3 separate regions of the Mus musculus genome follow, and all the other regions are linked to region 3. A link is a contact called in public promoter capture Hi-C data. All regions are on one chromosome and are shown on one strand. The core of a region is the stretch at or near the end of the contact, and the rest is flanking DNA. Distances in the headings are between cores, read along the strand shown. Region 1 holds the start of Tmem97 (transmembrane protein 97). Region 2 holds the start of Supt6 (SPT6, histone chaperone and transcription elongation factor). Region 3 holds the start of Rnf135 (ring finger protein 135).

Region 1 (4,597 bases), core at 1,775-4,274, 1.6 Mb after region 3:
CTCAAAGTCAACCATGGGGTACAAGCTGACAGCCTGTGTTCTGTTCCAGAAAGCTTTCTGAAGATCTCCAGAGATCTCAGCTCTCTCAGACCCAGTCTTTCATTTATAGATCAATTCAGTCATCCACCCCATGTTCCCTTGTGATTATACCACCAATCAGCATTTTTTGACTTTAGCCCCTTGACCCCTAGGAAAAAGCAAGCGCATTTGTCTTAACATTGCAAAGGAATTCAGAGATCTGTCTGCCTTTGTAAGCACAGACAATAAGCTAGCTGGGTGGGATCCATCTCTGAGATCAGCACACCTGGGCTTCAATTTGCTCTGTCCCAGGCTGACCTTGAACTCAGGAATCTGCCTGCCTTTGTATCTTTCTGACACGCTGGCTCACAGTGCAGATGCCTCTGTTCTTTTAGGTCTGTGAAGCCCCTCATATAATTCATATCACAGCCTTATAGTTTTCATAGTTTCAAAATTATATAATTTTTGATCTCATGTTTTCAGAGTTCTTTTCCACAGCCTTAGGACTGTCCTGAAGGTCACAGCCTTACCATTTTTACTAAGGACATAGACTTACCCTCACACTGAGTCACACAGACTTATAGTCTCTGATTATCATGGAATCATTAACCTTGGTAGAAAGGACATTCACCAATAACCTTGGCAGGGAGAGTATTTCTCCAAAGAGCAATATGAAGATTTTATATATATATATATATATATATATATATATATATATATATGAACAAGCCTCACACCCAACAACTGTCAATACTCATGGAGGCCACATTCTGCTGGCTCTGCTCCAGGGGCAGGAAACCATGTCATACTGTCCCTTCCTAGGCCATTCAGGACTCAGCAGAGCCAGCCTGATCTACAGAGTTCCAGGACAGCCAGGATTACACAGAGAAATCCTGTCTTGAAAAACTAATGGGGAAAATAAAATAAAGGAAGGAAAGAAGGAAGGGAGGGAGGGAGGGAAAGGAGGAGGGATTTGGAGTATGTCTAAAAAGTTTTGGACACTGAACACTTGTCCTTTGTCCCTGAGCTCCTGAGCAAGCCACCTGCAAGCAGACCTATGTTTTCAAATGGCATCTACTCAGACTTTGCCCCTGCTGTGCTGCTGTGTCTCTCTCCACCCTGCTCACTGCTCTCCTCACCCTCAGCAGTCACCTCAGAAACTGGCACCTGGCTTTGTCTAGGGCTTAGCTTACCACAGCTGTTTGATTTCCCACATTCCTTGAAACCAGGTCACCTGCCTCCCAGCTCTCCAAGGCCACATCTGAAGGTAATGCCTGGCTCTGCCCTCACCCACCTTCCTCTGTTGTTTCCTTAGTGCACTGGGTTCTCTGGGCATTGACCACATCTCTAGAGATCCTCCCACTAGAGCATTGCAGCCAGGCCTGGAAGGCAGAATATCCTGACACCAGAAATCTTACAGTACACCCCCAAACTCCTGGCCCACTGACATGCTCAGCAGGGCCTAAGTCATTTACCTCTCTACTTTCTAGTTATCAGTGCCTGTTGCCTCATCTGTCCCTGTCGTCCTTGGGTCCCACAGTCTATTATGTCAACCACTTGTCCACCTTCTTCGGCTCACCTTTATCTTCCTGACCACCCTCTCCCTGATGCATCCAAAATGCTTTCCTGAGCAGACCCAACACTGAGAGCCATCTACCTCAGCAACGCCAACCCCTCTGTCTTAGTACTATGGTAGCTACCACTGGGCACACAGACTACCCTACCTAACCCTAATTTTTGCTTTCCCTTAGCTATACTTTCCTTCACTTCTCTGGGCAGAAACTTCAAACCCATTTAGACATCCCAGTCTCCTTTGCTGAAATGGGCACACTGGAGCAAGCATGGTGCCTATGACTTTAATTCCAGCACTTGGAAGGCAGAGGCAGGGTGAATCTCTGTGAGGTTCAGGCTAGCCTTGTCTACACAGCCAGTCACAGGGTTACATAGTGAGAGGCTGTCTCAAAAAGTGAATACAAAAGAAAGAGAAGGACACGTGGGGTCCATTTCTCTACCTCTTCCCGACCAGTTGTCTACACTCTGTCTCCATTTCCCTACCTCCCAATACACTGCTCTCCAGCCATAGGACTTCTCATTGGTACTGGTGGACAGCACTCAGTGTCAACCGTGACACAGCTACTCCATTCTTCCCTGTGACCATCATTCGCTTGGTCATCTCCTCCCATGACCCTTATGATTCTGTAGGATCTCTTAATGCCCTTCGCTCTCTAACCTTCAAATGCTCTCACAAATCTAAACCAAGTTCATCCAACTGCCCGCCTGCCTGCTCAAGGTCTCTTTGGTTGGTTGGTTTGGTCTGAGACAGGCTCTATGTATCCCTAGCTTGCCTGTAGACCAGGCTGGCCTAGACCTTACAGATTTCTGTCCACACCCGGCCCTTTGGGGCTCTGGTTCAAATGGTGCAAGAGATGGAAGTCGGGCCTTCTTGAGTGCTAAGTAAATGCTCTATACTTAGCAGTACCCAAGCCCTAACCCTGCTCAGTGTATACAAAGCACAAACTTAATTTCCTTTCCCTTGAACCCAAGTCCTGTGTTCCCTATTCTCATCGAATGGCAGCCCCCATCTTGTCCCAGGCCTATCAGGGTCCATCATATAAAATCATTATTTGTGGGCTGAGCAGTGATTTTGGAGCCAGCAGGAAAGTCCGGCTCGCAGCGCTCCTAAACTGCCACTGCGGGTTCTGGTTTTACTGGCCCGGGGTCCCAATACGGAACAGAACCCAGCGAATAAAACACTCGTGGCACAGGGAAGACCAGCGCACGCAGCCCGAGGCTGCACACGCGCACCCGCCGACGTGGACCGCTCAGAGCCACGCCCCCTCACGCGGTACTCCCAGCAGCCAATGGAAACAACAGGTAGGCCATCATTCAAACTATAGCCCCGCTATATGGGCGGGCCACGAGGGCCTCCACCCACTCACGAGCCGCTTCTGTTTTTCCCCTTCGACCAATAGGTACGGCCTGTGTGAGCCGGGGGCGGGACGGCACAGCTCGGGCGCGGGGCTTCTAACCACGTAGCAGGCTTCTATCACCGGCTTGCCAGTCGTAGCCCAACGGACAGGAGGGAACATGGGGGCCCTGGCAGCTAGGCGCTGTGTCGAGTGGCTCTTGGGCCTCTACTTCGTCTCGCACATCCCCATCACGCTGTTCATCGACCTGCAGGCGGTGCTGCCGCCCGAACTATACCCGCAGGAGGTGAGGCTCAGGGGTCCCCACGTGGCCGTCCTGATTTCTGTTGGCTCCGTGCCTGACTTCGGCCCCAGCCGGCTGTCCCCAGCCGTTGACCACCGCTTTGTTTTTTTCAGAGCGGAACTGAGGGTGCAACCCAATGGTAGGGCGCATGCCTAGGAGGTCCTGGGTTTGAGCCCCATGTACTCGCCAATCCTTTGCAAAACCTTTGCCTGGGTGTGTTTCGCTCCCATGGTTTTAACTACGGCAGTTGGCTGAGGGAAGTTGCCTGGGTGAACCAGTGTCTGTCACGTGTTGAATCTATTGCGTTTGGATGGACTTTAAAAGTCCAGTGTAAGCCGAGAAAGAAAAAAAAGTCCTGCGTAGTAGAATAAAATGACTGAAGGGTTAGCCCTTGGTTAGTGCTCGTGGCATTCATACACTCCTTCTGGGTCTGGATCTAGCTTGAGGAGCAGTTGAGGAAATGTCGCTTTTCCAAGTCAGTTTTGAATTGTTTGAAGATGAGCTACCGTTCCCTGCGCTTTGGAGAGCATTCTTTGACCCGATTTTAAGGTCAAGATTAAGCATGCCTCTCCAATCTACTGACGGACTTATCCACCTAAATGTTTGAAATGGCTGAAATGCTCTTTAAATGTTTCTTCTTTGCAGGGCAGTTCTTAATCTTAAATCCGTAAATTCTCAATGGTGGCTGCAAAATGACATGTGCCTTGTGTTCTCTGAGAGGACATGACACAGGAATTGTCACCTACTCAACAAAGTTAAGGAGTGACACCATCAGCAGTGTCACCCCCCACTCCCTTAAGTCTTTTTGGTTTGTTTGTGGAACCACGGGATTGCAAAGACCTTTGATCTACAGGGGAAACCCGTAGGTAGCATGTGGCAAGAGCACCGGTCTGTGGTGCTGCTTTCCCAAGGACTGGCTGCCTGTGGACATGTTGAGGGCCCTATGGATCCTACTTTTTTTTCCCCTTAAAATAATAGTTCATTTGAATCCATTGCAAGAGGACCTCAGGCCAGGCTGTAACTGACATGTAGCTACAGCTTTAGATTGTAAACTCAAAAGATTGTGGGATTGAGGCTGTGGCTCCGTAGTAAAAACATTGGCCAGCATGCACGAGGCCCTGGATTCAAATCCCAGCACCAAAACCAGTGTGTTATCAAGTTAAGTTGATTTGTTTCACTCCTCTAAGACATTGTCACAAACGCAGTGGCTTACTTTACCCCCAACGTTATGCTTAAGCTGCTCGGAGGTTAGAAATTTAGAATGTTCGGTCTCAGGCTCAAAGGTAGACTACACTCCTTGCCTCTTCCAGGTGGCTGGGTTTGCAGAGCTGCGGATCACACTCAGGCCGCACAGTCTACCCACTGACCT
Region 2 (4,142 bases), core at 283-2,782, 1.9 Mb after region 3:
AAGCCTGAGTAGGTGTTTACTGAATGAGGTGGTTAGGAATGTAAAGACTACATACTCCCTGGACTAAACTGGTAAGACAGGTTCTGAGAGTTGTGAACAGACTAACCATCTTAGAAGGTCACTTCCTTTCTAGCAAATAGCATCATCAATCATTCAAATTATATCACAAGTACACCTCCTGTCGAACTTCATGACTTTATTTCCTCCAGTGTGGGGGCAGAAGCTTTCCGTATGCTCGGCAAATACTCTAACACTGAAGTAATTACCAGCCTTTGAACTTCTGTTGTTTTGAGACAGCCCCCACTATATAGGCTAGGCTGATCTTGAAGTTACAATCCTGCTTCAACCTTTTGAGTGCTACAATTACAGACCTAGGCCACCACGCCTGCCCATTAGTCTTGTTTTATTGTTTGATTCACTACTGTATTTCCTGTATCTAGAACAATACGAGACACACTAAAAGTGCTCTTTAAATCTAGGCCAAATGAATGAGCCCACGAATAAGTGAGTATTTTAATTGCACATGATAAAAAACAGACTTTCCTCTGCAATGTCTGTCAATGCTTAAATTCTTTACAAGAAAGTTATTGCTAAGTTAGAGTGTCAAAAAATATGAGCTAAAAATAGGTGACATTTAAAATCTGAGATTCAGCTTATGTTGTCTTGCTCTAAATGCTCCTCTCTCCAGCACAAAATAGTGGCAGCCCATGGAATCTGAAAGATTTTGAACCTGCACAGATTTGGATTAAACCCTGTCTCCATCATTCACTAGCTGGCTTTGAGCAATATCTCTAGGTCTATTTACTCACCTAAGAAAATAACTTTAGTATCTGTCCTCAATACAATGTTAAAAACCGGAAAGTATATATGTAACACGTTTGGCCCACAGCTCATCAAACAGAAACTAACATTAGGACTAAGTTTCCTTGGCAACTCGTCGTCCTCTTCAAGAAATAGGGCACGGCTAACTTTCCCAGACCACGCCCTCAGACTCCGAGGCCCCGCCCCTTCTAGGCTCACCCGGCCTAGGCAGCCCACCCAGAGCGGTGAGTCCCCCTCTGTACCTGACCCATAGCGCACGTCGTGAGAATGCAGTCGGACATTGTGGCGTGTATTGAGTAGCTTCACCACGGAGCCGCAAGTAACGACAGCCATGTTGGACGCTCCCACAGCGCTCCACAAACCACCCAACAACAGAAGCGACAAGACAGCCATCCTAGATCCGAGAGAACTAATCATCCAAGAAAATTAGGCCCGTCCCCGGAACCGGAAGCCGAGGGTAGAACTACGCCAAGATGGAAGAGAAGACTCCTTAACCTGAATCTTTATGGTTCCTTTGGCGAGAGCGGCTTAAAGAACACGCTGGCCCGGGAGGCCTTCGGGACCTCACTTTGTACTGGGTGCTCTGTGGCGGCTGCGTTCCTTAGGCGTTCGCGGACTCGGAACCAAAGCCCTAGACGCCGGAGGGGAAAAGACAGCAGGAAATGACCCTCCCACTCCCAGTGACAGAGAGCCGGAGGTGACGTACTACGTTAACGCAGCAGCGGCGACGGTGGTGGTGGTGGTGGCGGCGGCTGCGGAGGGCCCTTGCGGTGGGTCCGGACTATCCTTTTGCAGTCTCTGATCGGCGACTCCATTTTCTTCGGTGGGAGCTTAGCGTAGCGGAGAAGCAGCGGCCTTCAAGCAGGTAACGCTCAGCCTGGAGAGTGTGTTGCGTGTGTGGGTGCGCAGGTGGCGAGCCAGACTCCTGGGGCCTGGTCCCGTAAGGGAAGAAGCTTTGGGGTGCCCCACTGCGGGAAGGAAGGGGGCCCTGGCTTTCCCTGATCTGCCAGGGGGGAAAAGGACAGGAAAGTACCGTGATTGCTCAGAGTCTCCAGCCCTTTCTCCACGCGGTACCACCCGGAACCTGTGACCTGGGGTTACCTCTTGAATCAACAGGCTTTCTGGGATCCCATCTTCTCCGCGGCGTCTGGAATCTGGGCCACGCAAAAAATTGGGACTAGAAGAGAGACCTAAGGGTTTCTTTACTTGGCATCAGGTGATCGGATTAATTAGTCCGGCGTTTGGGTCCTGCTGAGCTTTCGAGAGTTCAGCCATGAGGCGGGTGTACTGTGCTGAATGTTAGCTCTTTACAAAATGTTGAGTAATTATACGGTTTTTTTTCCACATATGGGCAAGTCCCTTAATCCTTTCTAAAGATGCGAGTTTATACTTAAGTACCTGGAGCCTTCCATCTTGTATAATTCATTTCCTCGAACACTTGCCAAAGACCTATCATAAATATTAGAATTGGTTGTTAAATCAGAAATGTGTATTGTTTGACATCAGGTACTCGAGTATCTTAAGTAAAGCAGTTCCTCTGTATTACAGAAAGAATCGATTTCTGTTTTCCTTTAGGAGGCGGGTCTCCTGTAATAATTACATGAAAAGACACGGTAATACAAAGGTCATAGGGTAATTTGTTTTTCATCCCGCCCCACTCCATTCCCGCTGCTCCCCTTCTTCAGAATCCTCCATTACTTATTACTTTCATTAATTTGTGTGTGTGTGTGTGTGTGTGTGTGTATGCCTCAATTAGTTAATTTATGGTGGTTTACAAGTACATGGGTGAAGAAGTATTCAGAGAAGCCTGGGCTACAACCCTAAAGAAAATGTTCCCCTCCCCCAGCAACCATGAATTACTATCGATCCTTAGGGTTGGTGGGATCTCATGATGAGCCCCTCCCCCCTAGCAACCGTTAACTGCCCATAAACCTGTAGGAAGGGAGGAGCCTGGTCCCCCTCCCCAGCATTGAAGTATGCTACAATGTGTGGAAGTCGTTGAATTTAATTAATTTTGGGGAGAAAAAGTTTAGTTCTATTGTTGAACACTCACAGTTTGTGAGTCTTCAGTGTTTTAGTTACAAAACAATTATAGCAACAATGGAGAAGCTGAGCCAGGAGGATCATGGAATTTACGTTTTGGTTGCATTTGTAGACCCTGTCTCAAAAACAGCTCTCCCTTCAACCACGAGTTTAGAGCCCCTCTCCATGCCTAGTGTCCCACCACTACAGGCTTATTTTATTTGGTTGGCTTGTGTGACTATTAGATTAGACTAGATTAGATTGGTAAAGTATTTTTTGTTGTTTTTATTTTTTTCAAGACAGGGTTTCTCTGTATAGCCCTGGCTGTCCTGAAACTGACTCTGTAGACCAGGCTGGCCTCGAACTCAGAAATCCGCCTGCCTCTGCCTCCCAAGTGCTGGGATTAAAGGCATGCACCACCACTGCCTAGCTTAGACTGGCAAAGAATTAACACTCTCCAAATGAACTTAATCTTACTTACCAAGTGATATATCAAGCCAGAAAGTAGAACAGTCCTAAAATCCAATCAAAGCTTATTTACTCCCTCTAGTTCTTTTTTTGGTTTTTGAAGACAGAATCACTCTTTCTAGTTGTCCTTGAATCCACAGAGATCTGCTTCCTGAGTACTGGGGACTAAAGGCTTGTGCCACCACCATCCAGCAATATTCTTGTTCCTAATAAATGTAATCACCATCTGGGTCGGGTGTGATCACTGGCTTCCTCACAATGATTTCCCAATATCAATCACCAAATCCTATGTTTCAGAAAAGACCAAACCAAACCAAACCAAAAAAAAAACCAAAAAAAAAATCAAAACCAAAATTCTGTTCTAATCTCTCTGAAAGGCCACTCCAGCCATCATCTTCCTTGACAGGTAGCCTAGGCTGACGTAGGAGTTGTGGTCACTCCGCCTCAGCCTCCCCAGTGCTAGAAGTATAAACATGTGCTGTTACTACTAAGCATAGCTTCAGCACCCTAATTTTAAGATTTTCATCCTATAGTCAGGTTTCAGTTTATACCAGTTCAACTTTCTTACCTTTCACCAGGACTTTAGTTAATACCAATCTGACTCTCCTTGGAACTGCTCACCAAAATTATTGTGGACACCAGAAGCTACTAGGTGGCCAAATCCAATGGTTACTCTGTTTTCATTTCCGAGTCTCTGGACTAGTACAGTTGCTAATGCTTGGCTCTTGGATTTTACTCTATTGAACTAGCTGCTCCTTTTTAGTCTTAGAAAAATGACTGCATTTTTATGTAGTTCTCCTGTATACGTAGTTGAGTGGCAGGTATTTTTG
Region 3 (4,204 bases), core at 496-2,995:
AAGTCATTGACGTGCTGGCCAGCTCATCCCAGGACTTGAGGGGAGGCACAGCTTCGGGGGTCTTACATATCCACAGAGATGATAAAACAGCCACACAAAGCAATGATGATCTGATACATGCTGAAACATCAAGCAGCCCTGAAAATATGAAACTGAAAGTAGTTAGACACAAAGGGGCCCATTTACATGAAACATGTATAATGAGAGGTCCCCTAAAAAATAAAATGAAATAAAAACCTTGGAAGTAGAAAAGTTTCAGTTTCCCAGGGAAGCAGATTGAGACAATGGGCTGTTAATAATCAATGGCTCTGGAAGCTCAGAGCTGAGTCATCTCCTGGGATTTCCTCAAGGCCTCCCCAAGTATAGTAAATCTAACATAGCAGCTAATCAGAAACCAACCCATGTAACTTCCCCAGCACCCACTAATGAAGTTTTAGATTACCTAATGTTTGATAAAATTCCTCTAGTTTCCCATGGATGCCTTGTGCCCCTTTGTCTGGGGTCACCATTTTTATAAGTGGCTGGCCCCTGCATGCAGGGTTCTTGCTTTCTTCAAACAAAAAACACTCTTGCCTTTGAATGGGAGTGGTGGTCTCAGTGCGTCGCTTTCTGACCTAATATAACAGGTAAACTCAGACATAAAGCTTATGAGAGATGAGATACAGAGAGGCTGGAGGGACAGGAATCAGGTGTTATTGCTTAGTGAGTGGGTACAGAGGTCTTTTTTAAGTTGATGAAATTACCTTGGCAACAGCGGTGACAGAAGCACAGTATTGGAAATAAGAGAGATGCCATCGAACTGTACACTAAAAAATTGTTCAGATGGCCAGTCGTGGCACCTGTGTTTGATCCCAGCTCTTGAAAAGCAGAAGCAGGCAAAGTTTTGAGTTCAAGTGGCCCACACCTGTAATCCCAGACTTGGAAAGCCGAGGGAGTCACCCCAGGTTCAATGCCATCCTAGTCTAGTCTAGTTAGACCCTGTCTCAATAAATATACAAATAGGCCAATTGAGTTAAGGGGGAAAATGGCAATTTTTGTGGCACATACATTCTACCACACTAAGAATCTCCAGACATCACAGAAGGCTGGGAAAAACTAAAACTATACAAGTGTGCACCACACCTCGGGTGGATGGGACTTGGATTTTTAACTGTTTGTGATGGGATCTTACTATGTAACTCTGGCCCTGTGGGGCAAGCCACTCCAAAACGGGGAATTGCAGGCATGGGGCCACCACATTGGGCTTTTGTATTTCTTTATACAGCTATAAACTTTTTAAGGTTCTCCAGAAAACAGATTAGACTGAGCAAATTTTGTGGCAGAAAAAGAGATCTGGAAGTCCGGTGCAGGCTTCCTACCTGGGGCGCAGAACGCGGCGCGGGGGCGGGTTCAGGCTCCGAGCCAGCCTCGACCTCCCGCGCCGCTTGGAGGTACTTGTCCACCAGGTCTTGCAGCAGCGGGTTCTTGTGCAGCTTGGGCTTTGTCAAGGGACCCTTCCGACATATGGGGCAAGCCCAAGGGCAGCCATCCACGGCCCCACGCTTCGAGACCCACAGGTCATGGAGGCACCGGAGACAGAAGCTGTGGCCACAGGGCAGCGTGGTGGGCTGGTCTAGTAGCCCTTGGCAGATAATGCAGCTCAGGTCGTCCTCGCTCAGCCACACGGGGACTGCATTGCCAGAACAAACGGCCGCCATAATTAGGCGACAGCCAGGAAGCACCCTTAGGTTCCGCCTTGTCCTACTAACTTCCCCGGCAACACTTCGCCTTGTCCATCAGCTCGCCCCGCCCCTCCCATCAGCTCGACCCGCCCAGCTGCTAATTCTCCCCAGCCTCTAAAAGCGCCGGACATTGCTGGCTACCTGCCTGGATTTTGGCCTGGAAAAATCATCTCTCTCTAGTAGTTGGGTCCTGCTCGCCTAGCCACAAACACGCAACCCCAACAACTTAAGCTATGAAGAAGGTCCGCTTCAGGAACTCATTTTAGAATCATAAGAGTATCAAAATTACAGTTATGAAGTAGCAACAAAAATGGGATCTAATGCCCTCTTCTGGTGTGTCCGAAGACAGCTACAGTGTACTCATATGCATTAAATGACATTAAAAGACAGCCTCAGGGGCTGGTGAGATGGTTCAGTGGGTAAGAGCACCCAACTGCTCTTCCGAAGGTCTGAAGTTCAAATCCCAGCAACCACATGGTGGCTCACAACCACCCGTAATGAGATCTGATGCCCTCTTCAGGTGTGTCTGAAGACAGCTACAGTGTACTTACATATAATTAATTAAAAAAAAAAAAAAAAAAAAAAAAGACAGCCTCAGTCTTTATTTGCTCTTCTTAAAAATAAGTAAATCTGGGGGGAGGGTATAGGAGACTTTCGGGATAGCATTTGAAATGTAAATGAAGAAAATACCTAACAAAAAATTGGAAGCCAGGCGTGGTGGAGCACGCCTTTAAGGCAGGCGGATTTCTGAGTTCGAGGCCAGCCTGGTCTACAAAGTGAGTTCCAGGACAGCCAGGGCTATACAGAGAAACCCTGTCTCGAAAAACAAAACAAAACAAAACCAAAAAAAAAAAAAAATGGAAAAAGAAAAAAAAATAAGTAAATCAGGGCTGGAGAGATGGCTCAGCAGTTAAGAGCACTGATTGCTCTTCCAAAGTCCCGAGTTCAATGCCCAGCAACCACAGGGTGGCTCACAACCATCCATAATGGGATCTGATGCCTTCTTCTGGTGTGTCTGAAGATAGCTGCAGTTTACTTACATATAATAAATAAATAAATCTTTAAAAAAAAAATAACCAACTACTCTTCCAGAGGTCCTGAATTCAGTACTCAGCAACCACATGGTGGCTCACAACCATCTGTAATGGGATCTGGTATGTCTGAAGACAGCTACAGTGTACTCATATACATAAAATAAATGAACAAATCTTTAAAAAATAATTTTCTTGCTACTTCACAACTGTAATTTTGCAACTGTTATGAATAGTCATGTGAATATAGGAGTTTGCCAAAGGTGTTATGACCCACTCATTGAGAATCACTGCTCTAGCAGGTACCTCAGCAGTCAGGTCCAAAGAACTTTAGAAGCTAGAGAGGATCCACCTCCCCAGGGAGCTGCACTCTGGAGAGACACATCCAGAATTTGTATTGCAGCTTCTCTGACCGGGGAATTAAAAAAAAATCAGTAAATTCAGAGGACCTCATCAGGCATGAAGGCACACATCTGTAATCCCAGCACTCAGGAGGCAGACAGACAGATCTCTGTTAAGTTTGAGGCCAGCCTGATCTACAGAGTGAGTTCCAGAACACTCAGGGCTACATTAAGAGACCCTGACTCAAAAAAAAGAAAGAAAGAAAAAAAAGAAAGAAAGAAAGAAAGAAAGAAAGAAAAAAGAAAAAGAAAAAGAAAAAGAAAAAGAAAGGAGGAAAGGAAAGGAAAGGAAAGGAAAGGAAAGGAAAGGAAGGGAAGGGAAGGGAAGGGAAGGGAAGGGAAGGGAAGGGAAGGGAAGGGAAGGGAAGGGAAGGGAAGGGAAAGGAAAGGAAAGGAAAGGAAAGGAAAGGAAAGGAAAGGAAAGGAAAGGAAAGGAAAGGAAAGGAGAAAGACAGTGCCTCCTGGACCACATGAGGCTCTGTCATTTAAAAAACATAAGTGTGTGTGTGTGTGTGTGTGTGTGTGTGTGCATGTGTGTTATGTGGAATCTCTTAAAAACCACCTCACTCTGCTGAAGAGAGAACGATTACATCTCTTCATTCCACTGAAAGAAGAAACAAAGAAGCACCTAACAAGTACCTTGGGCATCTGTTGCTCTAACATTTCAGCCAAATTTATTTCGGTTCTCCTCTCCTAGCTTGAGGCCTTTGAGAATTTTCTTTCCTCAGCTTGAATTATTTCCTTTACCCCTTCCCTTTGACTAACCTCTACAGTTTGGAGAATCTCTCTCGCTCTCTCTCTCTCTTTTAAAGTAAAGAATTATTATTATTATTTTTTTTTTTTTTTTGTATATGAGTACACTGTAGCTGTCTTCAGACACCCCAGAAGAGGGCATCAGATGCCGTTACAGATGGCTGTGAGCCACCATGTGGTGGCTGGGAACCAGAGTCCTCTGTAAGAGCAGCAAGAGCCCTTAAATACTGAACTGTTGCTCCAGCCCTCTTGGGGAAAAAAATTAAAATAATTATTATTCTGTTCCTTTAAGGGCTAA

The links. Promoter capture Hi-C pulls out the DNA fragments that hold promoters and counts their contacts.
Region 1: a contact with region 3 is called in a promoter capture Hi-C map of hippocampal neurons, with 2.3 times the contacts expected there. The contact joins the promoter of Tmem97 here to the promoter of Rnf135 in region 3. A contact is called at or near these places in 3 of 39 promoter capture datasets (hippocampal neurons, liver and pre-B cells), 1 of 115 datasets of contacts at active chromatin or transcription factors (microglia) and 1 of 9 other capture datasets (liver).
Region 2: a promoter capture Hi-C map of liver shows a contact between it and region 3, with 2.2 times the contacts expected there. The contact joins the promoter of Supt6 here to the promoter of Rnf135 in region 3.

Annotation. Positions count from the first base shown.
Region 1 is chr11:78,549,162-78,553,758 of GRCm38.p6, reverse strand. It overlaps Tmem97 (transmembrane protein 97), which reads left to right and starts at 3,024. Exons shown (of 3, transcript NM_133706.2): 1 at 3,024-3,231. The coding sequence starts at 3,106.
Region 2 is chr11:78,243,093-78,247,234 of GRCm38.p6, reverse strand. Supt6 (SPT6, histone chaperone and transcription elongation factor) reads left to right here and starts at 1,532. Exons shown (of 37, transcript NM_009297.2): 1 at 1,532-1,687. Sdf2 (stromal cell derived factor 2) reads right to left here and starts at 1,489. Exons shown (of 3, transcript NM_009143.3): 1 at 1,065-1,489. The coding sequence starts at 1,239.
Region 3 is chr11:80,181,410-80,185,613 of GRCm38.p6, reverse strand. Rnf135 (ring finger protein 135) reads right to left here and starts at 1,745. Exons shown (of 5, transcript NM_028019.4): 1 at 1,359-1,745. The coding sequence starts at 1,697.